Linked DNA regions of Mus musculus: all the other regions are linked to region 1. A link is a contact called in public HiChIP or PLAC-seq, Micro-C and promoter capture Hi-C data. All regions are on one chromosome and are shown on one strand. Each heading gives the region's core, a stretch centred on a gene start, on an enhancer-like site or on the middle of the called end of the contact. The rest is flanking DNA. Distances are from core to core; before and after follow the strand shown.

Region 1 (4,723 bases), core at 610-3,109:
CTGCCGTTTGAGCTATGAGCTAAGAAGTCACAGTTCCCTGCGAGGTTTCCCTGAAGGTCTGAAACCATAAGTTTTTCTGGGAAAGCGAAACACTCAAAAGTGTAGTTAGTGTAACCCAGAGCAGTGCCACAGGCTCGCAATACCAGCACTTGGGAAATGGAAGCAGGCAGATGGAATTCAAAGTTATCCTTGGTTATATACTGCAAAGCCAGCCTGGGCTACATGAGACCCGACCTCAAAAAACGAAAGTATGAAGTAAAACAAACAAAACCATAAAGAAAACAAATCTTAATAGGAGACACACTGGGGAGACTGTATTTGCCCCTTTGGCGTTAGGGACCGGGCCATTTTCCCTGGCAACTGGAGAGACGCTTTTTGTGCTCTTTGCTCTCAGTGGAAACTCGCTACTGACACCATGTGGCTCACAGTGAGATGGCAGCTACCCCAGGAACAGCTGTAAAGGAACCTGTGGAGGAAGATTTACCCCCACACTAGCCCAGAGCCCACAGCCCAGGGCGCAGGCCCCCAGTGAGTGCTCAACATCTGTCAATTGCTTCTGCAACCGCTACGCCTGTATGTTCCGCGCTGGGAACTGAACTAAGGTTTTTGTGCATGCTGGGCACCTTGCCAGCCCAGGAACCTCCGCAACCCCTTGAATGTTTCTGGAATCTTTCCAGCAAATTTTTAAAAAAAAGATTTATTTACTTTAAGTATGTGAGTACACTATAGCTGTACAGATGACCCGCTCACTTAGGTCAACTCCACTCGCTCTGGCCCAAAGATTTATTATTATACATAAGTACACTATAGCTGTCTTCAGACGCACCAGAAGAGGGCGTCAGATCTCATTACGGGTGGTTGTGAGCCACCATGTGGTTGCTGGGATTTGAACCCAGGACCTTCGGAAGAGCAGTCAGTGCTCTTAACCCTCTGAGCCATCTTGCCAGCCCTCCAGCAATTCTTAGGAGTTAGATGTTGCATATTCTTTACTGAAGTGCTTGGGACAGAAATGTTTGAGACTTTACGATATAATATATATACTATATGTAGTGAGTGGATCCAAGTCTAAACATGAAATCCATTAATGCGTCACATATAAATATATCCTGAATACAGTTTTGTACAGTAATTTTTAGTGTGCCTGTGTTTTGACTGTCACAGGTCAGGTGTGAGAATTCTCCATTTATATTGTGTTTACACTCAAAAGTTACAGATTCGTAGACACTTCGGGTCTCACAAAATTATAGCTGTTCAAACTGCTTTCCTCCCTTTTAGTCGCCAGCACACAGGCTAAGGTTAAAGTAGTCCCCCAGGGTCAGATGCCAAACCTGGCGACCTATACCTTCAGCCTTTAAAAAGTTCAATGCTGATTCACATCAAACATTAAAAGAAGTGTTCCAGAATAGGGCTCTTTCCTGTAACCTTGGGTAAGGATCCATCTCCTGGGTAGGCAGGTTGTTGGTTCAGCAGTCGTGGGCTGGGAAGATGTGTTCTGACGTGTGTGTTTGGGGTGAATGAATGGATGCCCACTCTGCTGGTGTGCAGCGAGAAGGGTTCACAGCAAACCCCAGGGGTACCCATTATCCTGAAAGAGCGACTCCAGGTGTACCCAGGCGTCCCGCATTGGGTTCAGTAAATGAAGTGCCTGCGCTCCACTGCCTTAGCCAGGGTGAATGAGTACGGATGACACGGGAGTGATGGCATCTCGGCCAGGAACGTGCCCCGGGGTCCTGCGGCGCTTGGCCAGTCGCGCGTGTCCTCTGCGCTGCCTAGCGTGACCGCAGCTTCCCGCACCCAGTGGGCCCGCCTCCGGGGCGGGACGGGGCGGCTCCCGGTTGGGCAGCCCCGCCCCGCTGACCCGGCTTCTCCCCCTCGTTCGCTCCTGCCCTGGCGTGCAGCGCCCCGCCGCCGCCATGTCCAGCTCGTTCGAACTCTCGGTGCAAGATCTCAACGACCTGCTCTCGGATGGCAGCGGCTGCTACAGCCTGCCGAGCCAGCCCTGCAACGAGGTCGTCCCGAGGGTCTACGTGGGCAACGCGTGAGTCTCTGGGAGGGCCAAACCCGTAGCCGCTCCCAGCGGGCCCCGACTACTACTTGGGGGCTGGAGTGGGGTCCATGGGGGGGGGGTGGATCCTGGGCGCGGTCGCCGACCTGAGAGCAAGAGCGGGTGCTGGGGACCAGCCTGGAGTCGACGCCTACTCCCCGCGCATGAAGCGGAGGAGCTGGACTCCGCATGCCCAGAGACGCCCCCCAACCCCCAAAGTGCCTGACCTCAGCCTCTACCAGCTCTGGCTTGGGCTTGGGCGGGGTCAAGGCTACCACGTTCTCTTAACAGGTGGCAGGGCTGTCTCTTGGCCGCGCGTCATGTGACAGCTGCCTAGTTCTGCAGTGAGGTCACCGTGGAATGTCTGCCTTCGTTGCCATGGCAACGGGATGACGTTACAATCTGGGTGTGGAGCTTTTCCTGTCCGTGTCAGGAAATCCAAATACCCTAAAATACCCTAGAAGAGGAAGTAGCTGAGCCAAGGCTTTCCTGGCTTCTCCAGATAAAGTTTGACTTAGATGGAAAAAAACAAAATGATAAAGACCCGAGCCATCTGAAAATTCCTCCTAATTGCACCACTAGGAAATGTGTATATTATTGAGCTCGTATGTGTTCTTATTTTAAAAAGAAAACTTTAGTCATGTTATTAATAAGAATTTCTCAGCAGTGGGAGAGAACCAATATTAACACCAAGATAAAAGTTGGCATGATCCACATTGCAGGAAGATCCACGTTGGGTTTTCATGAATGTGAAGACCCCATTTATTAAAGTCCTAAGCTCTGTTTTTGCACACTAGGAAGCGATGGCCGGGATGGCTGAGGGGCTGTAAGGATCTTTCAATGTCTTACATGTGTGTTTCCTGTCCTGCACCTAGGACCTGCTGCCTAGCCTGCAGCAGAGCCAGAGGGGTTTCACATGATTAGTCTCAGACACTTGGGGGCAGGTTGCATGTACTGCATCGCTTATTTCCATACGGAGCACCTACTATGTGTCAAACACCATATGGTGTTCACTCTTCAGAACGGTGGTGGTCATCATGGTGCATTTGCTGACGGTTGGATTGGTGGTAGAGAGCTGAGATATATGGACGCGCTCTTCAGCATTCTGTCAACGTGGCTGTGCATTCTTGCTCCTGAGCAAGTGGCTAAACAGACTCACAGGGTCAGCCTCCAGCTCAGTCGCTGCATAGTCTTAGGGAACCTCTCCCAGTCCTCCCTACCTCAACTATCCAAGAAGCCAGGGGGCTTGGCGGTCTCAGGAGCCTGCTTGCTGGGGGACAGGTTGTTGAGTTTTATCTGCAGTAGGTTGCCTAGGCATAGTGTCAGGACTGATGGCTGCCTTGGAGAACACATCCTTTGCCCTCTATGCAAATCTGACCTTGACATGGGGGCGCTGCTCAGCTGGGAGGATCAACTGCATACCTAAAGCCAAGCCTAAAGCTTCTTCGTCCACCTGAAACTCCTGGACCAAGGGGCTTCCGGCACATCCTCTCAGGCCAGTGAGGGAGTCTGTGTGAGCTGCACTTTCCAATCTCAGGGCGTGAGAGGCAGAGGGAGGTGGGGGCAGAGCCTTGCAGCTCTTTCCTCCCATCTGGACAGCGCTCTGGCTCAGCAGCCCATATGAGCACAGGCACATCCCCACCCCACCCCCACCTTTCCTGTCCTGCAGAATTTAGGCTCTGTTCACGGGGGGGGGGGGGGGGGCAGTCCTATCCTCTCTTAGGTAGACAGGACTCTGCAGGAGACACTGCTTTGTAAGATACTGCAGTTTAAATTTGGATGTTGTGAGGGGAAAGCGAAGGGCCTCTTTGACCATTCAGTCAAGGTACCTTCTAACTCCCATCGTATTGGGGGGCTACTCTAGTGCTAGACATTGCAGAGAGCCTCAGAACTGTAGTTACCAGTGTGGTAGGATTGATCCTTCAGGGAGCCTGACATGTGACAGTTCCATTCTTCACCCAGTCACCGAACATTTATTCAGTACCTACCCCGTAACAGGCACCGTAGCAGGTACTGAGGGACGGACCACTCAAAGAACTGACAGACCGAAGCCTTGGAATATAAACACCAAAGCATCAGGCTCTGCCAACAGAACACTCTTTAACACTCAGGCCCTTTAACACTCAGGACCCCCACCCCCACCCCAAGCAGTTGGCACTGCTATCCACATTTTACAGAGAGGAAAAACTAGGCACAGGACGATATAAGTGGCTTGCTTAAGCTTGTCTGCATGGTAAATGGCAGGGCTGGATTGAGACCCAGACATTCCAACTCTAGGGTCTATTTTTCTTTTTTCTCGTTGTTCGAATCTGGGTCTTACTGGGTAAACTCAGGCTAGCCTCACACTCATATCCTTCTCCCATGGCTTACGAGTGCTGGGATTCCAGGTGTGTGCTACCATGTCTGACTCCCTATAGCTTGTCTATACCATCCTCACAACATAGGAATTGTGATAGCAGCACACACACCGGAAGGAGCTGGGGAAATCCCACAGAGGGCTCCGCAGGATGACAGGCGAATGCCTACGCAGAAGGTGGGGAAGGGAAGCAGAGGGAACAGCATGGGCGTGGGACCACAAGTCTATTTGGGGAAGCTGCCGGTAACCGTATATGGCTGGGGTGAGGGGAGAGGTCATGAGATGAGGCAGGAAGAGCCACAGCAGGCAGCGGGTACGGGCTC
Region 2 (4,146 bases), core at 1,416-3,915, 310 kb before region 1:
GATGTTTTCTTCTTCACTCCACACAGGGAGGTCAGCCAGCTGGACTCCAGAACACAAAGTGATGTTGTATAGACACAAGTCTGGCCAGAGGATGCCTACAGCTCTCCTCAGTGTCTGTATGGTCCAACCCCACAAACTCCACCATATACTTGAACCTGTATGATCTTCTAGCCTGCTCATATCCTGCTGCTGACTGCCCCACATCTCTCTATGTTCTAGCCAGCCCTTAGCCTAACCAATATTGTGTCTATCTGCCTCTGTCTCTCTCTCTCTATCCTGCCACTATGTACTGAGACAGAAAGTGACTCTGACCAGGCTGGCCTCGAACTCAGAAATCCGCCTGCCTCTGCCTCCTGAGTGCTGGGATTAAAGGTATATGCCACCACGCCCGTAGGGATTTTCAATTATTTTCCTTCATGTCTTCCTACCCCGGGAGACAGTGACTCCCCGAGGAAGCACATCTTTGTCTCTCAGCATCTGGATTGTGCCGTTAACTTTCTTTCCTTCTTTCATTCATTTCATTTTTTTTTTTTTTTTTTTTTGGTTTTTCGACACAGGGTTTCTCTGTGTTGCCCTGGCTGTCCTGGAACTCACTCTGTAGACCAGGCTAGCCTCAAACTCAGAAATTCACTTGCTTCTGCTTCCCAAATGCTGGAATTAAAGGCATGCGCCACCACTGCCCAGCAACATTTTTTTCTTAATGTTAAGTTTTTAATGGCAGTGAAGACATTATAAAGAATCATTTAAAAAGAGAAGGAAAACTGAAATAACAGCCAGCGCTGGAAAGATGGCTCAGCCTTAAGAGGCTCACAACTAAAAGGACAAGCGTTTTGTTCCCAACACCCACAGCAGTCTCTCAAGTTAAAAAAAAAAAAAAAAAAAAGACAAAGTAACAATTGGTATGTCATCCAGTACTGTAATCCCCGCACTGGGGAGGCTGAGGCAGGATGGGCTACAAAATAAGACCATGTGTCAATGGAGTGAAAACAAAAGACAATACAAGATTACCAGACACCTAAGAGTCTCTCCTATGCCATGTTAGCTTCGGTTGTTTCTGAGACAGGGTTTCACTATGTAGCCCCGGAAGTATTTATGTAGATTAGGCTGGCCTCAACTCACAGAGATCCTCCTGCCTCTCTCTACCTCTCTCTGTTGTGGTAAAAGGAGTGGCTAGGCATAAACTTAATTGTTAAGTCTTTCCTATGAAATAGGTACTATCATTATGTCCTCTGGTAATGGACAAAAGAGGCGTAAGAAGGTCTTTTGCCTGGTCCACCAAGTTAAATTCAGAACTAACGTGTGGTCTTATCCGCTTCGAAATATCTACCAAGAACCTCCATACATGTTTGCTGAAGAGCGAAGAACCAAAGATGGTCTCAAAGTACGTGATTCCAGAGTTTAATTTTATCTGAAGCTAGAGGCCTGGCACGCAAAAGTCTCGAGGCTGTAGACACGGCCACGTACATGTGAGCGCAGATCTAAACACCTTGGGTGGCTGAGAAAAGGACCTTTCCTCCCGAAGCTAAAGAGGCGAGAGATGGAGGGTAAGGCCACTCCCAGCGGAGCAGCTTTTAGTGTAGGCAGAGTCTGGCCAGTGCTAAGCAGTCTGTCTGAGAGGTGGAGGGTCCAGCGTGGGCTCCGGAAGCAGGAAAGGCGAGCAGGTGTGGGATCTAAATTAGGATAAGGGCGGGAGCGCGCTCGACTCAGAAGGGCGCAGCTTGCACTCCGCAGTGAACCTTCTCCCTTGGGTTCTTTTCGGTTCGGAGGCCTGGGGTGGCTGGTGACCCACTCCGAAACCCAGAGAACGAATGCAGACCAGCCCCTTTTAAGGTTGTTCCTTCCTGAGCGCCTAACTGCACCCCATTTCAAGCCCAGACTCTTCACACAACTGACTGTATGCCTCGCGGTCAAAGTGGGGGAGCGACCGGGGAGCAGAGCAGGGAACCCCGCGGGAAGGGCGGGGATGCCTGGGCCGGAAGGCGTCCCAGGCTCGGCTGGGAGCCGGCGCTCTCTTTCGACGCCACCCCGTTGCCTCCGCCCCCGAGCCGGCCGGGACGGCACCAAGTCTCCGCCCCTGGCGCACCGCGCACCTCACCTTGAACGCTGCCCCACCCACCTCGAGCCTATTGGGCCTCCCGGGCCGAGGACACTCCGCGATTGGCCGGACTCGTCTACGGAGGCCCCACCCATCTCCCCGCCCCAGGTCCCGTCCGCCGGTACTTTGGACGGCGGCGTGGCGCCCCTCCTCCCCTCCCGGTCCCCGCCCCCTGGAGCAAATGCTGCCGAGCTGCGGCCGCGGGGCAGATGCACGCGCTCGGGCCCTTCTAGCAGGCGCGAGCAGTCGCTGGGCGCGCGAAAGCGAAAGGAGGAAGAGGAAGGGAGGGCGAGGGCGGGGTGTTGAGGAGGGGCGGGAGGAGGAAGAGGAGGAGGTTGGAGCGCGCTCGCGCCTGGCCTCGCGCCCGCGCCGAGGGAGGGGGGAGAGGGGCGCGCGCGCGCACGCTCGCGTCCTCGCTCGCTCCATCCATCCATCCTCCGGTCGCGGCACGCGCGCGCGCTCCGGGCTCGCGCCGCACCCCCCGCCCGGGAGAGGCGGGCTGGAGTGGGGGGCGGGGGGAGGGGCGCGCGGACGGCGCGCGGACTGCGCGCGGGCGGGGTGAGGTGAGGAGGAGGAGGCGGCGACGGGACGAGAAGGGAGGGGAAGGGGCCATGGCCGCCCGGTGAGGCGGCGAGGCGGGGGGGCAGCCCGACCCCCCGGCCCCGGGCCCCGGGCCCCGGGGAGAGGCGAGGACGGACCGACGGACATGGGGCTCCGGAGCAGCCGCCGTCGCCGCCGCCGCCGGAGGACGCGGCCCTGAGAGGCCGCCGGGCCCCGGCGCGGCCCCCCGGGCGGGGTGAGTACAGAACAGGGACGGGGGAGGGGCCTGCGGGGGGCGGGGGGCGGGGCCCGAGGCGGGGCTTGGGCCCCCTCCCCCCAGGTCTGGGTCAGCGCCCCTTCCCCTCCCCCAGGGCCGACGCGGAAACGCCCGGCTTTCCCCGGCTTCCCGGCCGGGCCGGGGCCCCCCGGTCTCCCCCTGGCTGGGTCCTCCTTGGGCGGGGCAGGGCCGGCCGGGGAGGGGGCGCGGGGCCTTTGTTAGGGAGCCAGGCCCCAGCCCCCGGGACAATAGAGACACCCTCCCGGAATCCTCTCCCCGGCCCGTCCGGGATCTGGGCAGGCGGCGACCTAGTGGGGTCGGGACGCGTCCCACTCTGCTTACTCTCTGGGGGTCGGTCTGTCCCGGCCCGCCGCCGGCCTATGGGCGGCTCGGCTCTCCTCCCCCCAGTCGGTATGATGCAGCAGCAGTGCCGCAAGGACGGGAGAAGAGCCGCGACACGGCCTGCTCCCCTTCCCAGTGCCCCTGGCTCATTTGTCAGTCCCCACCCCACTCGAGGCCGGCAGCTTCTTAAACTCGTACCCACTCTTCAGTGGGGCCCCGAACTGTGGGCACTGTTTCTGAATCCTACGGTGGGGTTTTTGGACTTTGGGGCTCTTGGAGAGACTTCCGGGCTGGTCCTGAGGGAGGGAGGGTGCGATCTAAAAGAACAGGTAAGGGGAGTGCCCACTCGCGTGCGTACCACGGGGCTCTCCTCTGCTCACGTTCTTGGTGGCTGGAAATGCCCTTTGCCTGTAGGCTTCTCTGGGCTCTGTTCCTCTCGTAGAGTGGCAGGCTTATTTTAAGAGAAGACAGAGTGGGGTGAAGGTTGTAGGGTGTTAGGGCCATTCCTACTTCTGGTAGCAGTACCCCCCCAAGTGGACATCCTGGCTGAAAGCAGAGGTGACTATGACAGCCCTTAGGGAAACGGGGGTTGTCTTGAGGAGTCTGTGCAGTTCTTTGCCACACCCTGTGGGTTTGCTTTGAGGCCTTAGAGTTCCTTCTCCTCCCCCTGCTGCATTGCACCATGGGTATCAAAGAGGGGTTTGAGTTTTGGGTACCTGGGATGAGCTGCTGCCTCCTATAGACCTAGAGTCTGATTGGCAAGGCAGTACAGTTCAGGGCCTGAGCTTAGGCCTGGGAAGGACTAGGCCACCTCTGGTTCTCAGGCCCTGAAGGACCATCTAGACCTAGTGAACGGGGCCTTGGGGAGGGAGACACACTGATGCCAGGATTA
Region 3 (4,662 bases), core at 1,415-3,914, 420 kb before region 1:
GGATCTCTGGGAGTTCAAGGCCAGCCTGGTGCATATAGTGAATTCCTGGACAGCCAATAGCTACATAGTGAGAACCTGTCTCAAAACACCAAAAAAACAAAAACAAAAAAACGAGTGCTTGTGGCCTCTGCTCTCCACGTCACAGAGGCCCCTTTTCTCCCATTTCTCTGTGGCTTTGCTGCCCTCCCCTTCCTGGTTCCACTGGTCAGCCCTCCCTGGGTCTGAACTTTGGATTTCTCTTGGGGGGTGGGGGGGGGATTCAGTGGCTGGACAGAGGCTCTGGCTCTTTGCCTCTGGAAAGTCCCGCTAGATGGTGACAGTGTTGGCCTTAGACAGAGAGTTGTTGCTTAGATCTTGATATTGGATTGAAGTTCTGCCTCTACCTGGAAATGTTTCCACAGGCTTTGGGGATGCAAGCTGGAGGTCTCCCAGCTCCTGCCCTCCCTGGGGCTTGCCCTGCTCGAGCTCCTGGCCAGGCCAGCTTTGATACCAGTTCATTCCATCTGCTGCTCCGTTCTCAGAAGTCTCAGTGAGAAGTGATTGCTTGGGCCTTTTTATCTGTATGATGGCCACAAGCTGCCTCCAGGGCCCCTGGAAACTCACTGCTTCCTCCAGGTCTGTAGTTCTAGTAACCTCGTTACTCCGGACATTCCTACAGACTGCAGATGGCCTCGGACAGACACTGGGAGTCATGTTGCTGAGGCAGTGACCTCATTGAGAGCAAATAGGATCTTTTGAGTGACTTCAGGGGACTCTTTTCTCATCTATAAACTGGAAGTTGGGGTAAGGGGTGGGCAAAGAATTAATTACCGCTGGTTATGGTCTTTCATGCCTGTAATCCCAGCATCTGGGAGGCAGGAGTTCGAAGTAATTCTTGCCTAAACATGGAGTTTCGGGTTAGCCTGGGCTATGAGTCACTGCTTCAAAACAAACAGAAAATAAAGCCAAACCCCAAATCATAAACAAGAAAGGGAGGGAGGGAGAGAGGGAGAGAGAGAGGGGGAGAGAAGAGATTATACACAGGGCCTTCAGTTTTCTTCTCTACAGAATAGAAAAATCATCTCTGCTCAGAAACGTGGTAAAACATTAACTTTGAGGTTGAAATGGCCTTAGCAGGCGCTGGATTCCCAACTGAACCGACAGCTTATGAAACGACTTTTGTGTTACCTTTTTTTTTTTTTTTTTTTTGGTTTTTCGAGACAAGGTTTCTCTATATAGCCCTGGCTGTCCTGGAACTCACTTTGTAGACCAGGCTGGCCTCGAGCTCAGAAATCCGTCTGCCACTGCCTCCCAAGTGCTGGGATTAAAGGCGTGCGCCACCATGCCCAGCTTTTGTGTTACTTTTAAGCCAGGTTTGGGGTGAGAGGACACAGGATAGGACAGGGCAGCACAAGCGACACTTCACTCGTGACTCTCCTGCCGCCTCTGCCTCACGGCCAACCGACTGCCCGGGCCTTTTGATCATTGGCTGCTTTCCTAACTACCCGTTTGCTCTCACTCCGCCCCCAAAGCTGGAGGATCCGAGCCATGGAAATGCCGAAAGGGTTTTCTCAGGGTAAAGTTATGGTTGGCCACTTGGAATCCACGTGCTAGCTGGGCTGGCTGGGCGGCTCCAGCGCGGTCTGCAACCAGTTGGGGACTGAGGGGCGGAGACGGTAGTGACGTCAAAGCCGCGGCCTTTTCTTCTTAAAGGTGCAGCCTCACACCGCGTGTTCCAGTTTCTGTTAACACCGTTTTAGCTTGGAAGTCTTAGAGGCGAGGCGGGCGGTGGGGTGCCGGGTACTGAGCTGGTGCGGAAACAGCGCTGTTTGCAAGCCCACCGGGGAAGGCAGCGGCAAAAGTTTTAACTTGAGTCCATTTCATTTTCTGTAAAATGGGGGTACCTACGTCTGTAATTACCTACTATGAAAAGTTTTGGTAGAGGCCATTTCTGGCCTACATTGGAAACTATGCCAGCAAAGGTTACGTAGATCGTCTTGGGGGAAAGAAACAAAAAACTTCTAAGTATTAAAAGTGGTAACAGTCTAAGATCTGTCGCGAAACACTGGTTTTCTTTCTTGCTCTACGTTCTCTGTGTCCTCGGCCCAAAGAGGTCCTGTAAATTTGCCCAGGGCCACACCACGTCTAGCCCAGGTTGCAGGTCGGCTGACAAGGCTGCCCTGCAGGTCATAAAGCGTTCTGGGGTTGCAACCCCGTTTCATCATCCGTAAAAGAGGATGGTGATTCCAGCCAACAGGCTCGCCATAAATCGTAAACTCCCGCCACGGAGCTAAGTGGGCAGATGTTTGCCATTGCTGTCCCACACTCTGATGACCTTGAAGAACCGACCCTCGCGGCAGCTGCCTCGTAAAAGGACGCGGAGCAGCAATACCCAAGCGGTCAGGAAAGTTCCAGCGATCGCAGGTCTGGACTCCCCGGACAACACTCCTGCAGGGCGTGGGCAGAGGAGAGCTACTGGAGCCGGGTGCAAGCGCCGTCCAGTCGGCGACCTTGACCTGCCGGCCGCAAGGAGCGCGGGGCCGCGGCGACCCGCCCACGCGGCCGCGGCGCAAGGGCGGAACTGGGGGGGTGGGAGGAGGGCCGCGAGTGGGCGGAGCTCGTTGCACTCCGTGCGCGCGGCCGGTCGGCCACGGGGCGGGGCTTCGCCTTCTGGGGGCGGAGCCGGTCTCACCGCTCTCCCGGGCGGCCGCTGTGCGAAGCGGGCACGCGCGGACCCTGCACCGGCCGCGGAGCCGCTATGGGCCCGCCAGGCCCCTGGCGTGGCGCGGCGCAAGGACCGGCTCCGAGCCAGGTGGGCGGGCCTGGGCTGGAGTGGGTTCTCCGAGGGTCCCCGGCTGGGAGGGGAATCGAGGCCGCGGGAAGGGGGTGGGCCTCTCCGTGAACCCCTTTACTGGGCCTGGGCATGGAGTGCGGCCGAGTCTCGGTGAAAGGGTTTGTTACTAGGTCTCTGCTTCCATCTCCGCGGCTTGTGTTTAAGAGAGAGAGGAGGCAGACAGAGAATGTCCTGCCATCCAGGCCTCACGGCCTGTCCTCTCTGGCCCCAGGCAGGCAGTGTGGGGGAGGGCCAGCAATCTTGGGAAGGAAGGTGGACCTTCCTCTATCAGCAGATTTGTTTACACGTTTCTCTCGGTGCCCGACTCGACCTCTCCTCGCCCGGGGCGCTCATGTGTCCGCCCAGATGTTGGGTGGAGGGGCTCAGGTGTTTGATCTTTCGGCCTCTGGTCTGGAGGAGCATGTGGCTGAGAAAATAGCCATCACTGTCTTTGGCCGACGGCTATTCTAGCTTCTTTCCAAACGAATGACGTAACCTTGAAGGTCACAGCAACCTTTGAGCCTTAGTTTTCCCCTCGGCAAAGTGAGCACATTTCTAGATTTTAAAGATTATAGAGGCAAACTCTGGATGAGACCTGAGTGCGCTGTCGTTAAAGTCCCAGAGCACCTTAGCTCATGCTTGCTCCCCACTCCCCCCACTCAGGCCTGCCTTGTCAGGGGGTAAGCTCCATTTGACTGTGGTGTGTGTTTTCAGGATTGAAATTCCAAGATGGATGATCAGGACCCTGGGGGCATTAGCCCCCTTCAGCAAATGGTGGCCTCAGGAGCCGGGGCTGTGGTCACCTCCCTCTTCAGTAAGACCTGGGGAGATGGGGGATGGGGCAGCTGGGGGTTAATGTGGGCTAAAGGTTGGAGGCAGTTTGGTTCTGATAAAGAAGAGGGTGAGTGGTGTCCTGAAGGAACCTTCAGACCTACCTCCTTCCCCAGTGACACCCCTGGATGTGGTGAAGGTCCGCCTTCAGTCTCAGAGACCCTCGGCAACCAGCGGTGAGTACCAGATCAAGGCGAGCTGCCTGACAAAATAAGGATTTCCCAGAGATGGGGTTCTAGTGGGGGAGGCTGCATTCCTGACCACCAGGGCTGACCTTTGTGTTTCAGAATTGACAACTCCCTCCAGATTCTGGAGTCTCTCCTACACCAAATGTGAGTGCCCCAAGCCCCAGGCCCTTGGGAGGGCCCAGGGAAGAAGTGTTGAGTATCCCTCGAGTACCTGGGTTACCCATGATCATAGAGTAGTACATGAGCCCAGCAGTGGTGGTGCACGGTGCGCACCTTTAATGTCCCACTTGGGAAGCAGAGGCAGGCGGATTTCTGAGTTTGAGGCCAGCCTGGTCTATGGAGTGAGTTCCAGGACAGCCAGGGCTACACAGAGAAACCCTCTCTCGAGATCCCCTCCTGCCCCCCCATACTTTGAGGCCACATTAGTCAGCTTTCTGACACTGGAATAGCCACATATTGACCCAGCTATGTCACCCAGCAAGGCTCCAGGCCCTTCCACCCTAATGTCCGTTCCCTTTCCCAGCATCCTCCGCTCTACAGTCCCCAGGGAAGTGCCTCCTATACTGCAATGGAGTCCTGGAGCCCCTGTACCTGTGCCCAAATGGTACCCGCTGTGCCACCTGGTTTCAGGACCCCACACGGTTCACTGGCACCTTGGTAAGGAGCAGAATCAATGTGTCTCTGAGGGACTCGATTTGGATTTGGCTAGGCTGCCGGTGTGGGGAATGGAAAGCAAATGGGGTGGTTGTTCAGTGTAGGAAGGGCTTACCTGGGAGGCTGTTCCTTCAGAAAGCTTTTTGGTCCTGATGCTGAGAATCAAAAACAGGACCT
Region 4 (4,490 bases), core at 1,338-3,837, 280 kb before region 1:
CCCAGCACTCAGGAAGGAAGCAGAGACAAGCAGATGGCTGAGTTCAAAGGCAACCTGTTCTGCACATCAGGTTCCAGGACAGCCAGGACCACGTAATGAGATGCTCTCTCCTAAAATAAACAAATACATTGAAAAGGAGGGCTAGGTATCTGTTGGGGAAGAGGGTCCTCTTTGAATGAGCATGAAGCTTTGTGAGGGACACTGGAGTGGTACAGGAGGACGAGGCCAGCAGCCTAACCAGCCAGCTGAACTTAAGTCAGCCTGGCAATCAGTGGGGTGACAGAGGTCACAACCAGAATGTTCCCACATCTCACTCTAGGGGATAGTTTATGCTCTGCTCTGGTAAGTGGTTTTGACGCCCTAGCCGGGTTCTCTACCTAGCTAACACTGAAGAATTTTACAGCTGAAATGTAAGATACCATTTGCTTGTTAAAAGAAAGGCCAGAGACTCAACAATATATATTTTTTTCAAGACAGGGTTTCTCTGTATAGCCCTGGCTGTCCTGGAACTCACTTTGTAGACCAGGCTGGCCTCGAACTCGGAAATCCACCTGCTTCTGCCTCCCAAGTGCTGGGACCACCGCCTGGCAATATTTTTTTTTTGTTGTTGTTGTTTTTGTTTTTTTGTTTTTGTTTTTTGAGACAGGGTTTCTCTGTGTAGCCCTGACTGTCCTGGAATTCACACTGTAGACCAGGCTGGCCTTGAACTCAGAAATCCGCCTGCCTCTGCCTCCCGAGTGCTGGGATCAAAGGCATGTGCCACCACGCCCAGCTAATTTTTTTTTTAAAAAGAGAAAAAAAATTATAAATCTACCATTCTCTCTGGAGAGTAGTTCTATAAGTCCAGATGTCTCTCTGTACAGTTTTCAAGTATTCTATAGACCTAAGGTCGCTGACATGGAAAGATGGCCCATGAAACAATGTCAGCTTCTAATGCTGCATGTGGCCAGGTGTGGAAGTGTGTGGTTGCGATCTATCACTTAGGAGCAGGAGGTAGAAAGATCACAAGTTCAAGGCCAGCCTGGCCCAGAGAGCGAGAGAGCGAGAGCAAGAGAGAGAGAGAGAGAAAGAGTGTGTGTTCCTGTTTCAAAAACAAACCTGTCAATAATGAACTGAACAGGACCTGAAGGGACAAGCACATGACCCCAGTCACTCGGAAAGCTGAGGCAGAAGGCTCACAGGTACAAGATCTCCCTGGGCTATGGAATGAATTGAACGCCAGCCTGGGTAAATAACAAGACCCTGTCTCAAAATTTAAAAAGCTTGCCATCTGTGGCCGGAGCACAGTGGCGAAGACAATGGTTATTAGCATTCAAATTAGAGTTCAATCCTCTAGCCCCCAAATAAGATGGGGCTGGTGGGGTGGCTCAGCAGGAGGGGCTTGGCTTTTCTCCCTACAACACCACTCCCTAACCCCCAAAGTCAGTAATGGTAAGGAAAAATTGCATATGAGTTTCATAAAAACTGTCTACTATAGCAGGAAACTGTAAGAGAAACATGGATATATATGTATGTGTGTATATTTTCATATATATAACGCTATAGTAATATAGTGCATATAATTAACCAAAGCCAAAATTTACAATCTGTATATGTGTTATATGAGAATATAACTTTAAGGCTGGCGAGATAGCTCAGCCGGTTAAGAGCACTGACTACTTCTGAAGGTACTGAGTTCAAATCCCAGCAACCACATGGTGGCTCACAACCATTGGTAATGAGATCTGATGCCCTCTTCTGGTGCAACTGAAGTCAGCTACAGTGTACTTACATATAATAAATAAATAAATCTTTAAAAAGAGAGAGAGAGAGAGAGAATATAACTTTAGCTAGGTGGTGGTAAGATGCACCTTTGATCCCAGCAGATTAGGAAGCAGAGGCAGGCAGATCTCTGAGTTGGAAGCCAGCCTGGTCTACAAAGTGAGTTCCAGGACAGCCAGGGCTATAGTGAAAAAAAAAAAAAAAAACCAAAAAAATTTGGAGGGTGGGCATAGTGGCTCACACCCTTAATCCCAACATGAAGGAGGCAGAGGCGGGTGGATCTCTATGAGTTTGAGGAAAACCGTGGTTGGCCTCAACTGTTTAGGAAAGAGTTAATATGGGTGACTATGGGTCCGTTCTAGGCTCTTTACGGAGAAGTGGCGTATGGATTCTTCTTCCCTTCCCAACCCCCACTCCTGTCCCTCTTCTGTCCTCCTAGGTGGTGTTCCCTACCCTGTTCCGCTGACCAGGCCAGCTGGTTGCTCACAGTCTCCACAATCATATTGGCAGCGTCTTCATCTTGGAACAGGATTTGGAGCTGCTGTAGGTCCCCAGAGAACAGGGCATTGTGGACAGCTGGGTCTCGGCAGGAGCGGCGAGGCCTAAGGAGCTGGGCCTGGGGACAAGGGAGGTCCCTGTGCCTGCGGCACTGCTGGGCAGCAGCTCTCCTCCTGTCCTCCCAGTCCAGCCACTCTCTCTGCAGGCGGAGAGCACGCAGTGTGGAGGATGTGAAAGGAAAGCTCTCCCCTGCCATGAGGGGTCCAGTGGTCTGGGCAGTGCCACCTAGGCAGAGAATCGTTCCTTGTCCCAGCTAGCACCTTGCTCTGGGGAGCCACCCTGCCCCCTTCTTGGTAAGCTGGAGAAACAGCTGAGGCTATAAATAGGCCCCTCACTGCATTGGTAAACAGTTTGCCTAGAGTCATGATCTTAATGCAGATGGTATTGGGCCAGCCTCTGACCCTGCTGGTACCCTTTTGTTGGTCAACAGGGCCTCAGCCAAAGGTCACTCCTGGACCCCACTTCTCTGGAGTGAGCCTTCTAGTCAAAGCAGTCAACCATGAGATGGGTGGGCAGGACAGGGTAGAGGAAGGACCAGGGTCCTGCAGCCTCTGAAGTATTGGCTGGTAAAAAGGGTAGAAGCCCAGGATGGCCCATAGACCTCAGTCTGGGGAAGTGGAGAGAGCTTCCAAGAAGCCAAACCACTCTTCCTGAATTTGAAATAACAGCAACCACTGCACACACACACCATGCTTTCTAGAACTGAAATCACTCTCAGATCCATCTCTACTCAGATGACCAGTCAGTGTTGTAATACAAGACAGATTTGGTCAGGAAATGAGGCCAAGCTAAGAATTTCAGTTCAGCACCTGAGATGGATAGAGACTTACAGGACGTAAGGTTTTGTTGTTGGCAGTGCTGCTGTTTTTGTTTTTTGAGACAGGGTTCCTCTGTGTAGTCCTGGCTGTCCTGAAACTAGCTCTGTAGACCAGACTGGCCTTGAACTCAGCGATCCACTTCCCTTTGCCTCAGGAATGCTGGGATTAAAGGGATACACTACCACACCTGGGTGGAATTTAAGTCTTAAAAAGGTAAAACTGACTCAAAGTTACATAGCTTGTGGGGGTGTGCCAAGGCCTCCAGTGGGCCACACTTTAGATAAGTACCCTAGAGGGTAGTGCTATGTTGGGTAGACAGTTGAGCAAATCCTCTTCTTGTCCCCTCATGCCGAAACTGGGCACGGTCTCTACCTTCAGTGACTAGTTTTTTTTTTCCCTCCCTGGTTTCTAGGGGAATCACGTGCCTGACTGCGGATGTGTCCAGGGATTTGACCTTGGAAGTGGAGACTGAAGGGATGAGACTTTTGGGAAACTACGCCCCATTCGCTTTAGGAGGAAATGGCTGTACTTCCAGGAGCCTCTAGGGGGAGGAATGAGGCCGCGGAAACAACAACAGCTGGTCGATTAGCTGGCAGGGGAGGGTGGAGGGATGTCAGCGGGCTTCTGTCTTCAAGACTGCAGGCTCTGCAGTGTCTTGGCAATGCCATGTGGGTCCCTCCTTGCTCCCGGTGCTTGCTCCCACCCACTCTCCAGCAACCTTCTCCTCCTCTGTATCTCTCACTTCCCCCTGGCCGCAGGCTCCCACACAGAATGTCTCTCCTACAGTTTTGTCCTCAGCTTCAGTTCCTAGCCTCCAGCCTGGATGGGTCTAGCCTGTGTCTCCTTCCTCTGACCACACTCAGCCCTGTCACAATCACCTATCCAAGAAGGTCACTTTTCCTTAAAAATGTCTGCAGTTTGGCTCAGGCTCTTCCAGAGAAATCCCGAATCCCTGGTCTGGCCCCATGCCACACAGCATTCTCACCAGGTCCTTTACCCTTCCCTGCTGTCCCAGTGGCTTGGGGTCTCCTAACTCACCCATTCAAGGCACTCTGCTGTGTGGAGGTGTGCCTGCAGTAGCTACTCAACTAGAAGGCCATCGGATGGGTTTGGCAAAGTACCCATGCCAGAGACATCATTCTACCATGCTAAATGTGGGTTCTGGGGCAGGCCCTGGCATGGTCGGTCTTGACACAATGTTTAGGAGCCCTTGGCTCATGGCAGGCTGGCCTCTCTGAACATTGAATGAAGGTCCCTATTCTCTGCCAGAACAAACACTCACCCACCACCCAGAGTGGGTGGCAGTGACCTGGGCCTTTTCCGGCACGTCCCTCACCCTCTGTTCAGTCAGTC
Region 5 (4,632 bases), core at 2,045-4,544, 390 kb before region 1:
ATAACCTGGCATCCAGCCAGGCGTGGTGGCACATGCCTTTTAATCCCAGCACTCAGGAGGCAGAGGGAGATGGATTTCTGAGTTCGAGGTCAGCCTGGTCTACAGAGTGAGTTCCAGGACAGCCAGGGCTACGAACCCTGTCTCAGAAAACCAAAACCAAAACAAAACTGGCATCCAATGGTCATTTACTCTTGGTACTTGGACCGTTTATGATTCTCTGAAATCATACCAATACAATTTATGGTTGTTGAAGGGGAGCCAGCTTGCTGGCTCAGGCTTGTCAGAGTGTCCACTGTAGAAATGTTCCTGGCTTTCCAACCTCCACTTTATACACAGTTGATCCCTAAAGATCTCCACTGTTGAGGGATTCTATATATTATTTGGAATTTTTCTACACAGAGGATTGTCTCTTTTCTTCAGTTATTTATTCACCCACTCATTTAAATATATCAGTATGGACTTGTGGATAGTTATTGAGTAGGTTTTTTTTTTTGAAGATTTATTTATTTATTTTATTTTTAAGTATATGAGTTCCCTGTAGCTGTACAGATGGTTGTAAACCATCATGTGTTTGCTGGGAGTTGAACTCAGGACCTCTGCTTGCTCTGGCCCCGCTCACTCTGGCCTATTGAGTAGTCTTGATTAAAATATTTTTGTGTTTGTTTTTAAGGCAGGGTCTCACGCTATAGCTTTGGCTGACCTAGAACTCACAGAGATCCATCCATCTTCCTCTGCCTCTCAAGTACTGAGATTAAAAGTGTGCACCTCCATGCCTGGATTTTGTATAATTTGCCTATTTGTTTGTTTAGAAATGTGCTGTATTGATAGCTGTCTTAGTTAGGGTTTCTATTGCTGTGAAAAGACGTCATGACCAAGGCAACTCTTATAAAAGCAAACATTTAATTGGGGCTGGCTTACAGTCTCATAGGTTTAGTCCATTGTCATCATGGCAGGAAGAAGGCAGAATGCAGGCAGACATGACGCTGGAGAAGGAGCTGAGAGTTCTACATCTTAATCTGACTGTAGCCACACTGACTCTTCCACACTGGTCAGAGCTTCAAAGGGAACCTCTACAGTGAAGCACTCCTCCAACAAGGCCGCACCTCCTTAGAGTACCACTTCCTGTGGGCCAAGCGTATTCAAACCACCACAGTAGCTTTTCTACTAATGTGACAGAATATCATGACCAAGGAAAGCCTTTAACTGGACTTACGGTTGGTTTCTAAGGGTTAGAGTCCATGACAGCATCAAAAAGGCATGGCAGCAGAGACAGCTGAGAGCTCAGACACAATCAGAGTTAGAGACAGATACTTGGAATGGTATCAGGCTTTTGAAGCCTCATGGCCCACCCCAGTGACATACATCCTTCAATAAGGCCTCACCTCTAATTCTCTCCAAACAGTTCAACTGAGGACCAAGTATTCAAACATATCAGCCTATGGGGGGCCATTCTCATTCATAAATACCTGTTATCCACCACTTTCCTATTGTTCTGTTTCCTTACAAGGTAGGTCACTTACAAGTAGCCACAGAGCTTTTCTGTCCTCAGTTTGCTTCAACTTTCTTCAGTCTAAGCCAGCTTCCTCTGTGTTGCCTGCTACATTGTTTCTATATTGTGGGATGAAGTGCTACCAGATGCTGGAATAGAAAATAACACCAATTGTGATCTTAAATTGAGATCAACTGACTACATTGTTTTTTTGTAATTTTATCTTCAATTTTATTGTTTAGCCTGCCCTCATTACAGCTACTGAGAACTGCCCTCTTTTTCTGATGATAACTCTGAATGCTATTCTTCATGCTCCAGCCATTTTTTTTTTTTTTTTTTTTTTTTGGTTTTTTGAGACAGGGTTTCTCTGTGTAGCCCTGGCTGTCCTGGAGCTCACTTTGTAGACCAGGCTGGCTTCGAACTCAGAGATCCACCTGCCTCTGCCTCCCGAATGCTGGGATTAAAGGCATGTGCCACCACTCCTGGCTCCAGCCATTTTTTTTTTTTTTTTCCTGAGAGGAAGCAGGGGTTTTCACTGACCTAGAACTTGCCAAGAAGGCTAGGCTGTACGACCAGCAAGCCCCGTGAATCTGCCTCTCTCTGTCTCCCCATGCTAGGATTACAAACATACACCACCATTCCCATTTTTCTGAGAAACATGGATTCTGGGTCTTGAACTCAGATCCTTGTACTTGCAAGGCAAACGCTTTACCAATTGAGCCTCTGTTCTGTATCTTCATTACTTTGCAGCACATTCTACAAACACTAACTGAGCATTCCCGACATGTGGTGGCCTGTGCCAATCATACAAACCTGTTAAAGGAAGGAAGGAACAATAAAGAGAGAAATTCTTGGTTATAGGGCGGGGAGGTAAACACTGACCTACTTACAGCCACCGGAAACGACAAGCTCCAACTGCAGCCAACTGCGGCCAGAAGATCCTCCGGGTACATACATGGAAGTCAATGGGCATTGGCAGTAATCGGCTAAGGAAAGCGGGAGTCCTACATACACTTGCCGGTGCTAGTTTGACCCACATGCGTGGACCAGTCAGCTGAGAAAGGACATTGAAGAAGGCCAGGTTATGAGTGAGCAGAATGGCTGGCGAAGATAGATTAGGAAAGATGAACTTGGTGGAGTGATGTGGGGAGGTGATAAGAGGAAAATGAGAACGCTAAATAGATGGAGATGATAATATGGTATGGGGGCCACAAAGCAGACATTCCCAAGAGCTGAGCGCCGCCTGTGTCAAATGCTACAACGAATGAGGAGCTGGGCAGCGTGGGTGTGTGCAGAACCTGGTGGTGAGTAGGTTAAACATAGTGTGGAGAGAAAGGGTTGAAGTCAGCAGCTTCGTTAGAAGCGAGCAAGTTCAGCGAGTGCCTTTATGGGGTGCTAGGCTATGAGCAGAGCAGAAAGTTGTTTCCACGGGATAGACTGGACCTTCTTCGCGGGCTTCTTTAGGGGCAGTAAACAGCATGAGCCCCCTGGAGGCCAGGTGGTGTAATTACCAAGGAGTTTTCAAGGTTGGGGGAGGGGAGAACATTTACTCGCGTCAATATTTCCTCTTACAAATTTGAGAGGAGAGAGAGTTCTCAATTCGACTCCCTTGAACTTGATTTCTTGTCCACTTTATTCACCTTATAAATTAATAAACCATAGATTTTCTTTTCTTTCTTTTCTCTTTCTTTCTTTCTTTCTTTCTTTTTTTTTTTTTTTGAGACAGAGTCTATCTCTATGTAGTCCTGGCTGCCCAGGAAACTGTATGGATGTCTGTGTAAGAGTGCCAGAAGCCCTGGAACTGGAGTTGTAGATAGGTGTGAGCTGTCATGTGGGTGCTGGATCCCGGTGCTCTTAGCTGCTGAGCTATCTCTCCAGACTCCATCCTGACTTTCTTTTTTCTCTAAGGATATAGAATTCACTTGCTCCCAGCACTTTCACTTCCTCCGTTTGGGACTAGGTTAGAGAGCATCTCTGGGTGCTGCCATAGTTAGTGGGAGCCTCCAGCAGGGATGAGCCTGGGTGAGTGTGCATACATGGGGGTCCATTCCCCCAAGACTAGGCTAGGCTGGGAGAGGAGGTGGAAGGTCTGTACGGAGCAGGTCCCGGTAGTCCTTGACAGCTGTTCTCTGGGCTCTCCCATCTGCACTGGGAAAGAGAGCCTCCAGGCTGGTGAGCTGTGCTCAGTGGCTGACTGAGCGCCTTTAGTAAGCTGTTTACATCTCTGCTGAATCACAGGAGGGAATCCCGGTTCACTCTTGGGAGTTTTGCCACCAAAATGTTGCAGGACTTTATGTCGTGGAGGTCCCCAGGGACTCTGAGCGTCTGTATGTTTACCCCACTCTCCCCCACCCAGTCTTAGCTTGGCTTTTGTGCTTTTGTGTCTCTTTCTGTGGCTCCTAGCACTCATCAGCATGAGTAAAGCAAACGCTTGCTGACTGACACCTGGATGGATAAAGGAACCAATTCCTGTCACAAGAGTGGAAGCTAAACAAGCCTTCAGCCTGTTTTCTGAGCCTATGGTGAGGAGGCTCAGGCTGGATACCACGTCCTCTGTCTTCTGCCAGGCTGTCATCAGACTCAGCACTTTGCCTCTAAAACAAGACACCTCAAGAGATTGGGTAGCTGACAGGATTGGGACCCCAAAGAGGAGCACCCCGTAGTCATTATCCTACTCCCCACCCAGGAACCCTACCTTCCCCAGCTTCACTGGCCAGGAACCAGGAGTTGCAGTCAGCGGGGAAAGGCACAAGCCCGGGGCCTCAGCTCTGATTGGCTGCCCTAAGGTCTGTTCAAAAACAAACAAGCTGAGCGCCTGAAGGGAGGGGAGTTTGGACCTGGAGGCCTCCTTTTCTCTCCGCCCTTCGCCCTTCGCCTTTCCAGGGACAGCTGAGTCACTGAGCCCTGTCCGTTTGCTCTCTCCTTCACCTACAGAAAGACGGAGGCACAGGGACTGAAGGAACGGAGTTGAGGTTTCACCTTCGAGGGTTCCCCAGACCCGACCCACCAGCTGCGATTGAGATGGGCACAGCTCAGGGCTCCAGTTTGAGACACTCCACTGCCTGGGCTCAGGAGCTCAAGATCGAGAGGATTTTGTTGAGCGCCCGCCTGAGCGTACCTCCACTTCCCTGAGCAAAGGCAGC
Region 6 (4,776 bases), core at 1,372-3,871, 360 kb after region 1:
GCAAACACTGGAGAAACTAGGACTTGGCCAATGAACTGGGAGGAGCATTCCTAACTCTCAAGGCTAGACCAGGTCAAGCACATTGACTTATCCTCACCATAGCTGGCCCCTGACATAGCCTCCCCATAGCCCTGTAAAAGCCTCCTTGAAGTCTAGGATTACAATGTGCAACAGAGAGTGTTGTCAGTGAAAGATGCACACTGGTTTACCTTGATGATCCTTTTCGACCATCCACTGAAGCCAAAGTAGTAATTGGCCAGTTCCTGGCATCGTGAGCTGTTTAGAGCAAAGGCCTGATGCTGCAGTGCCTTGTGTCTGGTTCCAAGACGAACCTGCCATCCAGAGAGAGAGAGAGAAGAGAGACAGACAGAACAATTGGTAAAGAACTGTTTAGCACGCATGAAAATTTAAATTCAACCCCAGGACAGGATAAGCAGGGCATGGGGACACTCTCCTGCTGTCCCAGCAGTCAGGTAGAGAGGCAGGAAGATCAGAAGTTCAAGATCATCTTTCTCTGATCACAGCCAGTACAAGGCTAACCTGTGCTTAAAATAGTACCTGAATAGCTGAGCAATGAAATGATCTATCTTTACTTTCTATGCCAATCTGGCTACCTCTCCACCCACTTCCATGATACTTGCATATTATTATTGATCTGGCTCTTGAGACCCCTTCATAACTCCAATTCCCTCATCCACTTATTCTCACTTCCCAATAGTACCTTGAATTGTTTTTTTTGTTTTTTGTTTTATTTTTGGTTTTTCGAGACAAGGTTTCTCTGTATAGCCCTGGCTGTCCTGGAACTCACTTTGTAGACCTGGCTGGCCTCGAACTCAGAAATCCACCTGTCTCTGCCTCCCAAGTGCTGGGATTAAAGGCGTGCGTGTGCCACCACTGCCCTGGGAGTGCAAGTCTGGAGGCCAGAAGAGAGTGTGGGATCCCTTGGAACTGCAGTTACTAGAACTGATTGTGAGCCATCCTGTGCGTGCTAGAAATCAAACTTGTGCTCTTAATGACTGAGCCATCTCTCTAGCCCTGTAATCTGTGATTGTTAACATATCCTTCATCACTCTATCAGAACCTAAAGTTTATTAAATGATCTGTTTCAAGAGCACGGGAGACTCACCACTTTGTAATCTTCCCAGTTCCACATACAGTATCTAAATGGCTGAGATGTGGCCATAGGTTAGAAACATACCAATCAAATTCCTTAAAGAATGACTGGCAAGCAAATCACCTCAGGACCTGGAAGTGGGTGATCTAAGATAGAAAAAGGTCTTGCATCATGTATGGACGTAGAGAAAATTCACTTGGGGTCACTACTAACTGCAGTTCTCAGATTTAATCAAGGTTCAAGGGAGAAGAAAAGAAAAGCAATATGGGGGCTGGTGAGATGGCTCAGTGGGTAAGAGCACCCGACTGCTCTTCCGAAGGTCCAGAGTTCAAATCCCAGCAACCACATGGTGGCTCACAACCATCTGTAACAAGATCTGACGCCCTCTTCTGGAGTGTCTGAAGACAGCTACAGTGTACTTACATATAATAAATAAATCTTAAAAAAAAAAAAAAAAAGCAATATGGATAAGAATAAGAAGCTGGGTCAGCAGCAGGTTGATACATCAAAAGTGGCCAATCAGAAATTGAAAGGACAGGTGGTGGAATTGAGAAACATGGTGAGATGTGCTGAGGCTCTGGGGGAACGGGTTCTATGTTAATATGGAATGAAGGCTACAATGTACTAAAGGATGCTTTCCCCACCTCTGGAACCTGAAGGAAGTTCTATTTTACAGTGATGACAATAAAGCATCCATTATATTAAAACTGGCAGTTGGTCAAACACATTTTAAGTCCAAATAAAATAGAAAATGTTTATAAATAATGTAAATAATAAATGTAAATGTAACATACGACATGGGATTTTCATTGGAACTCTTGGGTTTGACCACAATTACTCTCATGATGAACCTTTTATCACCTAACCATCACCTAGGATACCTGAGGCCAGAGGATCAGTGAAAACGCATCTGGAAGCACCGGGTGAATCAGGGCACCACAGAGTCTCTAGCTACTCACTGCAGAACTCGGAACGTTATCCTGAAGCCTGCATTTGCACACACCTTCACTGGTGATGTCTGAAAAAGGGGTTTCCCATCGCAAGCCTTCTGGGCTCTCTGTGCGTCCCGCGAGGAGTAAAACTTGATGATGGCGTAGAAACCAGGACGAGCCACTGCAGCGTTCGGGAAGACTCGGACTGAATACAGAAGGCCAAACTGAGAGAACACTGTGAACAGAGAATGCTGTGGGAGGCCCACCAGTGAGTGCTGACCCCCTACCTCACTTCAAGCCCAGATCCCGCCCTTCTCCGCTGGAAGCACTCCCTTCACTGGGGCTTCATCTAAGGAGGAGACAAGCCCTCGCTGGCTCCCCGTTCCTCTGCGCCCACGCGGGGCCCACGCCTCCTGTCCCCCCACTCCCTTCCCCTGCCCTCTCCGCGCAGCCCCTCACACTTAAGGCTTCGGCTGGGGGCCCAGTGCTCAGATCCCACACCAACAAAACTTTGTCGCTCTGGGTGGGAACTACGAAAGAGATCAACTCCGCCATGGTAAAGCCAGTGCGCCTGCGCAAGCTACTACCGCGAAATTTAAACCCTCACAAGTAAAGGGCGGAGCTTAACGATTTCCTTAAAACTTCCCACAAAGCACATATTTAAAATGTTTCCACCCCACATTAGCTCCAGTGCTACACTCTTTTTTCTTTTTTTTTTTCCTAAGATTTATTTATTTATGTGGTTGCTGGGACCTGAACACAGGGCCTTTGGAAAAGCAGTCGGTACTCTTAACCACTAAGCCATCTCTCCAGCTCTGGCGCAAACGAGAACTCAGTTATCGTGTACACAACCCAATCAGGATACAAACTAACGAAAGTTAAGAAGAAGAAAACACAGACATATTTAAAAAGCTGGACTGCCCTACAATCACCATGCTCTGACTTTAAAACCAACTTTACTCCCCAGAGGGGGTGCACCGTTCCTGGAGGTACTGCAATACCAGGTCGATGCGTGGAGTGGACGGAGCAAGCTCCTATTCCAACTCCTACTTCCAAAAATCCATTTAATATATTGTCCTCGGATAGAGGACGTATCAGATATTAAACTGATAAGAACAGATACTACACTTGATCTTAGCCAAAAGGCCGAGAAGCGATACCGAACTACGCCCACACGCCCCATACACTCAACACCGACCACACCTTTAATTCACAGTCACCAACCAACCGACTCAAACATGCAGCCAACACAGACTCTCCTCTTCATTGAGTACACCACCTTTACGCCACGAAAAGCCTGTAAGATTCAAGGAGGCCGAGAAGTTTTGGTTGCAGTTTTTTGTTTTTGCTCCCAGAGTTCCACAGAGCAGTTATTTGCATGCCCCGCCCAAGCGCGCCGAAAGCTCGAACCTGGACTGCTTTTTCCGCTTCTGCGCTGTAGAGCGCAACCGGGGCGCAGAGGGGACGTATTGACCTTTCCCTGCGATACAACCAGGTTCTTCTTCGCAGTCTTTCAGACCACACCCACAACAAAAGGTCCTTGAGGAAAAGGGGCCTTTCGATTTTCTGCTTAATTTATTAGTTTACAGGCGATTCCGCTAGGCTCCTCCCTAGGATCAAGCAACCAGCTTATGGTGCTTCTTCAGGTGTGGTGATAACGACTGCTTCACCACTCCAGCTCTCTCTGTTCCCACGTGTTCCTTGCGGTCTCTGGCCCCAGCCCCCATTCTCTCCTTCTCTGTCCCCTGCTTTCTCTGCCCTCGTGACTCTGTTCCCCTCTGTCTGCCTATCTGTTCATCTACCTCAACCCCTTCTCCAAGCCCTCCCTCCCCTCTCTTCCCCCAAATAACTCCCCACCAGATCTGTTGCTTGGCGTCATTTCTCAAGGGGGCACTTTGGCATGGGTCAGCCAGGAACTCCCTAATCATATTAAATTTCATATCATACATTATCTAAAAATATATCGCTATTCTGTTTTGAGGCAGGGTCATCACGTTCTATAGATTGGAAGAAGATCCAGGTTCGATTCCCAACACCCGATGGTGGCTCACAGTTATCTTTAACCTTCGTTCTAGAGGAGCCAGCAGGAACACCTGTGGCATACATATTTACATGACGTATGTGTGTGTGTGTGTGTGTGTGGACATTCATACATAAGTAAATGTAAGAAAAAAATCTAAAAGGCACAAGAAGTGAATAAAATTTACAAAGCTCAGGAAGAAGCCGGGCGTGGTGGCACACGCCTTTAATCCCAGCACTTGGGAGGCAGAGGCAGGCAGATTTCTGAGTTCGAGGCCAGCCTGGTCTACAACGTGAGTGCCAGGACAGCCAGGGCTACACAGAGAAACCCTGTCTCGAAAAACCAAACAAACAAACAAACAAAGCTCAGGAAGTAAAAGCTTCAGGAACCTTCAGGAGTCATAATGCCCTCCCCCCAACCCCCGCCGGGCGTGGTCCCGCATGCCTTTAATCCCAGCAAGCAGAGGCAGGCAGATTTCTGAGTTCGAGGCCAGCCTGGTCTACAAAGTGAGTTCCAGGACAGCCAGGGCTACACAGAGAAACCCTGTAAAAAAGAAAAACAAAAAACAAACAAAGCCGGGCGTGGTGGCACATGCCTTTAATCCCAGCACTTGGGAGGCAGAGGCAGGCGGATTTCTGAGTTCAAGGCCAGCCTGGTCTACAGAGTGAGTTCCAGGACAGCCAGGGCTATACAGAGAAACCCGGTCTCAA

The links. A called contact is a pair of places that touch in the nucleus more often than the background predicts. HiChIP or PLAC-seq counts read pairs in DNA pulled down with a chosen protein or histone mark. Capture Hi-C pulls out chosen DNA fragments and counts their contacts.
Region 2: a promoter capture Hi-C map of pancreatic islet shows a contact between it and region 1. The contact joins the promoter of Atxn7l3 here to the promoter of Dusp3 in region 1. A contact is called at or near these places in 2 of 39 promoter capture datasets (the HPC-7 cell line and neural stem cells), 3 of 484 Hi-C or Micro-C datasets (B cells, cortical neurons and embryonic stem cells), 2 of 115 datasets of contacts at active chromatin or transcription factors (embryonic stem cells and pancreatic cancer cells) and 3 of 9 other capture datasets (adipose tissue, macrophages and pancreatic islet).
Region 3: a Micro-C map of embryonic stem cells shows a contact between it and region 1, with 4 times the contacts expected there. The contact joins the promoter of Slc25a39 here to the promoter of Dusp3 in region 1. A contact is called at or near these places in 2 of 39 promoter capture datasets (embryonic stem cells and pre-B cells), 7 of 484 Hi-C or Micro-C datasets (B cells, cerebellum, embryonic stem cells and 4 more) and 2 of 9 other capture datasets (adipose tissue and liver).
Region 4: an H3K27ac HiChIP or PLAC-seq map of epiblast stem cells shows a contact between it and region 1, with 2.5 times the contacts expected there. The contact joins the promoter of Asb16 here to the promoter of Dusp3 in region 1. A contact is called at or near these places in 12 of 39 promoter capture datasets (the 3T3-L1 cell line, 3T3-L1-derived adipocytes, the HPC-7 cell line and 8 more), 11 of 484 Hi-C or Micro-C datasets (the G1E-ER4 cell line, the N1E-115 cell line, brown adipocytes and 7 more), 2 of 115 datasets of contacts at active chromatin or transcription factors (epiblast stem cells and pancreatic cancer cells) and 4 of 9 other capture datasets (adipose tissue, liver, macrophages and 1 more).
Region 5: a FOXA1 HiChIP or PLAC-seq map of pancreatic cancer cells shows a contact between it and region 1. The contact joins the promoter of Bloodlinc here to the promoter of Dusp3 in region 1. A contact is called at or near these places in 1 of 39 promoter capture datasets (neural stem cells) and 1 of 115 datasets of contacts at active chromatin or transcription factors (pancreatic cancer cells).
Region 6: a promoter capture Hi-C map of adipose tissue shows a contact between it and region 1. The contact joins the promoter of Rdm1 here to the promoter of Dusp3 in region 1. A contact is called at or near these places in 1 of 39 promoter capture datasets (liver), 1 of 115 datasets of contacts at active chromatin or transcription factors (microglia) and 1 of 9 other capture datasets (adipose tissue).

What each region holds. Positions count from the first base shown.
Region 1 is chr11:101,981,927-101,986,649 of GRCm38.p6, reverse strand. It overlaps Dusp3 (dual specificity phosphatase 3 (vaccinia virus phosphatase VH1-related)), which reads left to right and starts at 1,859. Exons shown (of 3, transcript NM_028207.3): 1 at 1,859-2,038. The coding sequence starts at 1,914.
Region 2 is chr11:102,295,148-102,299,293 of GRCm38.p6, reverse strand. Atxn7l3 (ataxin 7-like 3) reads left to right here and starts at 2,665. Exons shown (of 13, transcript NM_001098837.1): 1 at 2,665-2,891. It overlaps Gm33851 (cyclin-dependent kinase 13-like), which reads right to left and starts at 2,905. Exons shown (of 2, transcript XM_030246466.1): 1 at 2,117-2,905; 2 at 1,377-1,670. The coding sequence starts at 2,529. The coding sequence ends at 1,598.
Region 3 is chr11:102,405,519-102,410,180 of GRCm38.p6, reverse strand. Slc25a39 (solute carrier family 25, member 39) reads left to right here and starts at 2,664. Exons shown (of 12, transcript NM_026542.3): 1 at 2,664-2,791; 2 at 3,527-3,626; 3 at 3,760-3,819; 4 at 3,931-3,975; 5 at 4,355-4,488. The coding sequence starts at 3,542.
Region 4 is chr11:102,266,848-102,271,337 of GRCm38.p6, reverse strand. Asb16 (ankyrin repeat and SOCS box-containing 16) reads right to left here and starts at 2,587. Exons shown (of 5, transcript NM_148953.3): 1 at 2,215-2,587. The coding sequence starts at 2,515.
Region 5 is chr11:102,375,682-102,380,313 of GRCm38.p6, reverse strand. Bloodlinc (Bloodlinc, erythroid developmental long intergenic non-protein coding transcript) reads left to right here and starts at 3,294. Exons shown (of 3, transcript NR_131196.1): 1 at 3,294-3,511; 2 at 3,893-4,011; 3 at 4,424-4,632. Gm34253 (predicted gene, 34253) reads right to left here. Exons shown (of 3, transcript NR_166821.1): 2 at 2,372-2,543; 3 at 882-1,638.
Region 6 is chr11:101,625,794-101,630,569 of GRCm38.p6, reverse strand. Rdm1 (RAD52 motif 1) reads right to left here and starts at 2,621. Exons shown (of 7, transcript NM_025654.2): 1 at 2,506-2,621; 2 at 2,118-2,297; 3 at 210-332. The coding sequence starts at 2,601. It overlaps LOC115487916 (a small nuclear RNA gene), which reads right to left and starts at 3,204; the gene lies at 3,014-3,204.